Linked DNA regions of Mus musculus: region 1 is linked to region 2. The links are chromatin contacts, called in public HiChIP or PLAC-seq maps. All regions are on one chromosome and are shown on one strand. Each heading gives the region's core, a stretch centred on a gene start, on an enhancer-like site or on the middle of the called end of the contact. The rest is flanking DNA. Distances are from core to core; before and after follow the strand shown. Region 1 has its middle 25 kb from the start of Mocs1. Region 2 has its middle 9.3 kb from the start of Trem2.

Evidence for each region. HiChIP or PLAC-seq counts read pairs in DNA pulled down with a chosen protein or histone mark.
Region 1: a RAD21 HiChIP or PLAC-seq map of pro-B cells shows a contact between it and region 2, with 5 times the contacts expected there. The contact joins two enhancer-like sites. A contact is called at or near these places in 1 of 39 promoter capture datasets (the SN4741 cell line), 1 of 15 datasets of contacts at CTCF or cohesin (pro-B cells) and 1 of 484 Hi-C or Micro-C datasets (the G1E-ER4 cell line).

What each region holds. Positions count from the first base shown.
Region 1 is chr17:49,401,845-49,405,321 of GRCm38.p6, reverse strand. No RefSeq gene overlaps it. Among named protein-coding and RNA genes, the nearest start is that of Mocs1, 25 kb to the left of the region's middle. Within about 2 kb of position 2,006, at least 43 of the 459 cell types and tissues checked have an H3K27ac peak or open chromatin away from gene starts, as enhancers often do. A contact at or near this core is called in pro-B cells, where this site is marked.
Region 2 is chr17:48,335,443-48,338,790 of GRCm38.p6, reverse strand. No RefSeq gene overlaps it. Among named protein-coding and RNA genes, the nearest start is that of Trem2, 9.3 kb to the left of the region's middle. Within about 2 kb of position 1,745, at least 7 of the 459 cell types and tissues checked have an H3K27ac peak or open chromatin away from gene starts, as enhancers often do. A contact at or near this core is called in pro-B cells, where this site is marked.

The sequences.
Region 1 (3,477 bases), core at 757-3,256, 1.1 Mb before region 2:
TTGAATCCCATAGGCTTTCATTTATGATGTTTTCACATCTTTCGCTGGTTCTGGGCTGTGACCAGTCCTCCTGCTTTCTCATGGCTCTGCACTTACTCTTTTTGGATTTCTTTTTTTTTTTTTTTTTTCTACTATCCAGGGTTGGCGGCTACAAGCTTTGAGAATCCTTTCACATGAGAGCATTCCCATGTGACTGCATCCATTGAGTCTCCACCTGCAGGAGTGCTATTGACCTTTGGCTTCTGCGGTGCTTCTGTGAGTTCATGCCAAGGCTTCTCCCCAAGGCTGGACAGAGAAACTGGGATTCCACACAGATCTTAGACCACCCTGCAAACCTCTTGTAAGTGTGCTGAAAGTGCCCACCTGGCTTCTCTACCTTGCCTCCGTCCTTCACAGGGAATCAGATGGTCACTACTCCCACCCCTGGAAGCATGCCCAGCCTCTCTGTGTTCCAGTGTCTTGCATTTGCACCAGTAAGTTTCTTCTACATACAATTCCGCTTAGAACAGTTCACCCAAGCTTTAGACTCACACAGTATCGTGATGTTTGTTTTCCCCCATGAGCTGGTATTTTGCACCTAGACTTCTACCTCCACGCCTTGCTCAGATTTCTGAGGGCTCACTCCCCTGCCATTTAGCTTTGGGGATTGCTGACGAGGTCTTCTGTCCTTTTGATTTTTTGGTCCTCTGTGGGAAAAGAACACATTTTTCATCTCTGAAAGCTTTTGAAATCTTTCCTTTATCCTACAGATACTGAAATGTCACCGGCATGTATCCAAGTGTGTGTGACACTTTAGAAATTCTCTCTGCTTAATATTTTATGGATTCTTTAAGCTTAAAGGCTGGGATTCTTTGCTATTATGGCTTGATGATTTTCTTCCCTCTTGAACCACCCTGTCTGTCCATTCTGTTCCTCTGAGACTTAAAATAGAAAGAAAGAAAGAAAGAAAGAAAGAAAGAAAGAAAGAAAAGGAAAGGAAAGGAAAGGAAAGGAAAGGAAAGGAAAGGAAAGGAAAGGAAAGGAAAAGAAAAGAAAAGAAAAGAAAAGAAAAGAAAAGAAAAGAAAAGAAAAGAAAAAGAAAAAGAAAAAGAAAAACCATCTGGCCCTATTTTGAACTCCTGAGAACTATATGTTTGAAAGAGGGTTTAGTGACTTCATTGTGGTCCTGATGGTTGGAACAGGAGACATTCAGAGCAGCCTGGAAAAACTGGGCAAGATTCCTGTGGTGAAGAGGAAACGCTGGAGAGGAAGGATTCCACACCAGGTGTGTGTGGCTCTGCAGGCTTGCAAGGTGAGCTGTGTGCTTAGATAGCCTGCTGTGTTACAGAGAGTTTGGTTTGGTGCAAATTGCCTCTATTTTCTAAATGTACATGCTCAAAATATGTAATTACCCACTAAAGGGAATGCCTGTGTGTGAAAGCCAGATGGGCACTTCTTCTAGAACCTGGCTAGCCTGAAGTGTAAGAAGGACAAGTTGCCTGTTAGGGCACAGAGCATGAAGAACCAGCCAAAGGAGGGCCCCTTACACAGAGGACAGATGGACATATGTCTCTTATCGATCTTTCTCATTGCAGTGACCAGACACTTGAGAAGCAGCAACTTAAGGTTGAAAGAGCTTGTTTTGAGAACAGATGCAGTTGGGGCTGGAGAGATGGGGTTAATGGTTCAAGAGCACTGGATGCTCTTCCAGAGGACCAGAGTTGGATTCCTGGCACCCACATGGTGCCTCACAACCACCTATAACTCCAGTTTCAGGGGATTCTGGCTTCCAAGGACAATGTAGACATGTGGTACACATCCATACACACAGACAAAACGTACATAAACATCTAATAAAAATAAAACATAAGTAGAAGGAGGGGGAGAAGGGATGCCGTCCTTCATGAGAAACACACGGCAGCAGGGGAGTGAGGCAGCTAGTCACCATGTTTCAAGGGCCTAGGGAGCAGAGAGAGGACAGGAAGGGGTGGGCCTAAAAGCCACAGAGAGCAGACAGGAAGAGGTGGGCCTAAAAGCCACAGAGAGCAGACAGGCAGAGGTGGCCCTAAAGCCTTAAAGAGCAGACAGGAAGGTGTGGATCCAAAAGCCCCAAAGCCGTGAGAAATGGCTCAGTGGCCAGCTGAAGACACGGCGAATGATTTATCTATTCAGGATTCTTATTCTGGCATCAGGGAGGCCCAGGCCCAGAGAAATAAGCTGGATATTCTAAGAGAAAGGAATTATATATAAACTAAGTTAGTGTGATTTAACAGTGGCCCAATGTCCTCAGACTCGCATCACCCCCAATTACATCAATAGGAGGCCTCCTTTCCAATTGTTGCTGTTTCTTTTCAAGGTGCAGATAGCTCTCTTTCATTGCTTATAGGTTGTCTAAATTAACACCCTATGTATCTATCCATAAATGAGACCATGATAAGATGTAGGTTTCTCAAGTAATGGACATTCTATGATAGTCTGCAAATATAGGACCAGAGAGATGGTTCAATAGTGAGGGGTGCTTGTAGTTTATGTAGGGCAAATGGAGTTTAATTCTCAGCGCCCATATCAAACAGTTCACCACTGTGAGCCACTCCAACTCTGCAATCTTACACCCTCTTCTGGCCTCCACAGGTTCTTATATACACGTGGCTGTGCACACAGACCCATACTTGTACATTGAAAAATATTGTTATTTTTTGTAAAGGAGCTTTCTATATAGAACTGATCTCCATCTGACACAAAGACGGCAATACAGACTGCTGCATGTAGCCACACCTTCACCTTCTTTCAGGTGAAAGCTAAAGTTTTGCACATGTAGACGCTCCCCAAATACTCCATCTTCACAACTTTTCCCAGGAGAGGGTGGAGAAGAAAGGTCCAAATCCCCAGAAAATCAGGATGGAGTCTTCAATCAGCAGGAAAGAATCATCATAATCTTTGGGATTTATTTTTACAATAGCAGCTGTTAAAACGCTGGTTCAACAATGTACATAAAACAAGGACCTGTCCCTACTTGGCTTCACTCATTATCCTGGAAGGGAAGCCATCAAATCATTCAATTTAAACAACTTCAGTTTTGCGTTGCATGAAAGTAAGCAGGGAGTCATAGTAAGAGACCATCCAATGGGGCCGGAAAGATCAGCAGTTAAAATTGTTCCCTGCTTTTGCAGAGGACTCCAGTTTGGTTCCCACCATCCGTGTCAGATGACTCAACTGCATGCAACTCTAGTTCCAAGGGACCTGATGCATTTTTTGACTTCCACAGGCTCCTGTACTTACATGAGCATGCCTGCACATAGGAGAGAAAAAGAGAGAGAGAGAGAGAGAGAGAGAGAGAGAGAGAGAGAGATCGATCGCTAAATGAGTGAACTGTGGACACTTTCCATTTGTTTTAATAGAGAGTTGACGATACTCTTCTTGCTATCTTCTGCTCATTCCCTGCTTCCACCCTCCCTCCCACATTGGGCTCTAGGGTGAACATAACACACTATAAGTAGA
Region 2 (3,348 bases), core at 496-2,995:
GAATGTGACTAGCTGCTTCAGGTTCCTACCTTCGCTTCTCTGTGACAGCAGACTGTAACCTGGAATTGTAGGCTGAATAAATGGTTTGTTGTTGTTGTTGTTGTTGTTTTCCCTCCTAAAGCTGCTTTTGTTAGTACCTTTTATCACAGCGACAGAAATGAAACTATGATGACCACAATCTGGATACTATGGGGCCTCGTTGCTACTGGGCTAGTCACTAATTCTGGGCTTTTTTTAGTGGGTAGAGGCAAGAACTCTTCAATCCTTTATTTTTTCAAGATGGCACCTTATATAGACCAGGCTAACCTTAAACTTGAATTATATCTTAGGATAACTGTGATCTCCTGATCCTTCTGCCTTCCACATCCCTACTACTGGGATTACAGGATTACATTGACTAATTGTTTGTTAGACACTTTCAATAGAAAACTAAGATGAGGACCCTTGAGATGATTCAGCAGGGGTGAAGGCTCTTGATGCCCAAGCCTGAGAACTTGAGTTTAATCCTTAGAACCCCCATAAAGGTAGATAGAAAGAACCAATGCCACAAAGCTGTCACCTGATCTCTCTCTATGTCCAGATTATGTCAACTGTGACCCCCCCATAATAATAAAGTAATTCATAGAAAAAAATTCTATGGAGTTCTATGGAAATTCAGATGGAGTTACCACCTTCATCATGTGTCTTTGTCTTTCTCCCACCCAGAGAACCTTACCTCCAAACAGTAGTGTTAGAGGCTCAAATAACAACTCATTTGCTTTGTGTCACATAGGTGGTACAAAAGTCACAGGATAGTGGCAGCAATGCCCCTGCCAACACTGTGCTCTCTGACGCTGTTATCACTTTAAGCGCTGCTTTATTCTTAGGGCATATTACACCCGAGGAAGCAGACAAACGACTATGCAAAGTTGGTACTCAGTTCATGTGTTTCTTTGCCTCCTGCCCGCCTTCTTCCTCATTCTCCCTTCCCGTCCTCCCTTTCCTCTGCTTTTTACTCTTGCCCTGCATATTCTCCCCCTCTCTCCCTTCTCTCTCTCCCCCTCCTCTCCCTCCCCTGCTTCTTAATCTTTCTCCTGCATATTCTCCCCCTCTCTGCCTCTCTTTTGTGAGTGTTTTTGTGACGCTATGATGTAATAAAAATTCGTATTTGGTCTCTAGATCAGGTTCTTGAGACAGAATCCCTAATGTCCTTGTAGATGTGAGTACTTTGTTCCATTTGGGGTTTTTCACTCTGGATTCCTGACTTTGATCTCCTGAGATAGCTGTAGTTGTCTGAATGGGGAACAGCTGACAGGAACACCTACATTTCCTAAGTGGTAGGAGCCCCTTGGTGGGCTCTGAGCTAGCGTCAAGATGGGGGCTAGTTGCCGGGGGAGAACCAGGCTAAGAGGGCTGAGAATTTCAGGTCTACTTTCAAATTTCAGGGAAGGATAGGGGCTGAAGATAAGTAGTCAACCATGGCCAATGATGTCATTGTGTCCTGGTGATGGTGAAGCTTCTGTGATGAGACAGAGTTCAGAGAGCTTCTCAATGGATGAACATGTAGGGGTCCTTGGAGGTGGCAGAGCTGGAAGACAAGGATGCTCTGCCGCCTAAAGGCTCTTTCTGTCCTGATGGAGGCATTAATGCCTTCACAGAAAAGGGTTATTAGAGAATCTCTGCTTTACTGAACATAAAGACCAGAACCAGGTTTCACGGCCAGCCTCAGTAGACTCTCCGCACGGTGGCGCTGTTTCCCTACGTTGTCCTGTCTATGCTGGGTCACAGCCCTCTTAGTGGCAAGAGATAAAGCCAGAGCCAAGGCCAGACTGACCTCTGTTAACCCCCAAATGTTCCTAAAGCTATTTTTAAAGTTATGGAACATCTACCCTAAAATTATCATTTGCTTCTGAATTTGAAAAGCAAGCAAGAATCATTCTTAAATTGGTTGCTGGAAATTGAGACTCAATTAAAGATTCAATTTAAGTCTTTTTAAGGGGAGATTTTAAAGCAGCAACTAAGAAAAATTAAAATTTGAAGACCCGTGTGTAGAAATTATAACTCAAGTTATGAGAACACTTACGAAGAAGCCAACACCCCCAGCACACATGAGTGCTGTCAATACTTAGGATAAAACCTCTCTTTGGGTTTCTTTTGTGTTTGTTTAACACAGTCTTTCCGTGTAGCCCAGGCTGTCCTAGAACTCACAGAGACCCTCTTGCTTCTGCCTCCAGAGTGCTGGGATTACAGGCGTGGTCCCCCACACTCAGCTTGTTTAATGTCCTAAAAAAAGAAGAAGAAGAAGAAGAAAAAAGGCTAGCCTACATCTTTTTTTTTTTTTTTTTTTTTTTTTTTTTTTGGTTTTTCGAGACAGGGTTTCTCTGTGTAGCCTTGACTGTCCTGGAACTCACTCTGTAGACCAAGCTGGCCTCGAACTCAGAAATCCGCCTGCCTCTGCCTCCCAAGTGCTGGGATTAAAGGCGTGTGTCACTACCGCCCGGGTAGCCTACATCTTTTAAATTCTTGTGCAACCAGAGCTGGCTATATACTGTGTTTTACAAGAAATGAAGTTTACTGGCTGCAGACCTGGCCCACAGACCTCTGATTCAATCCCCCATGTCCTCTCCCTTTCTTCACCTGGATGGAGACGGTCCCCCCAGATGCTCTAGTTTCTCAAGGTGACAGACACCCTTGTGGGAAAGAACGTGGGTGCCTGGATGTCTGTGTGGAGCAGAGCCTCCTTGGTAACTGACACTGGAGCTGGGATGAGAAGCAAGCTCGTGTCCGGGTGGTGTGTTACCACAGCTAGCTCACCTACAGCTCAACAACAATGTGACTCCCATGTCTGTGGGAGCTTCTGCCTCTTTCAAATTCTCTCCTCTCATTAACTCAACCAAAGGACCAGAACTTCTCAGGCTACTTGCTTAGGGTCACCAAACCACCCTCACACTGATCTCTCTTTGGGGGCAGAATCTTTCCCAGCTCCTTCAAGATTTAGTGTCTTTCCAAGACTGGCCACCAGACTTCTCATCAGAGGTTACATCCCTGTGCTGGTTAGCGGTTTGTTAACTTGACAGAAGCTCTAAGACCATCTGGGAAGAGGAAAATTAATTGGGATAATGTTACCATAGGATTGGCCTGTCGGCAACACAGTGGGGCATTTTCCCGATTCATGATTGATATGGGGAGGCCACAGCTCATTGAGGGTGGTACCTGGGTAGGTGGTCTCCTTCTATCCGTTGGGGAGCAGAGTGGGTGGTAACCAGGATTCCTCCATAGTTTCTGTTTCAGTTCCTGCCTTCAGGTTCCTTCCCTGACTTCCATCGTTAATGGCTCTTGATGAGGACGTGAAAGCCAAATAAATCCCTT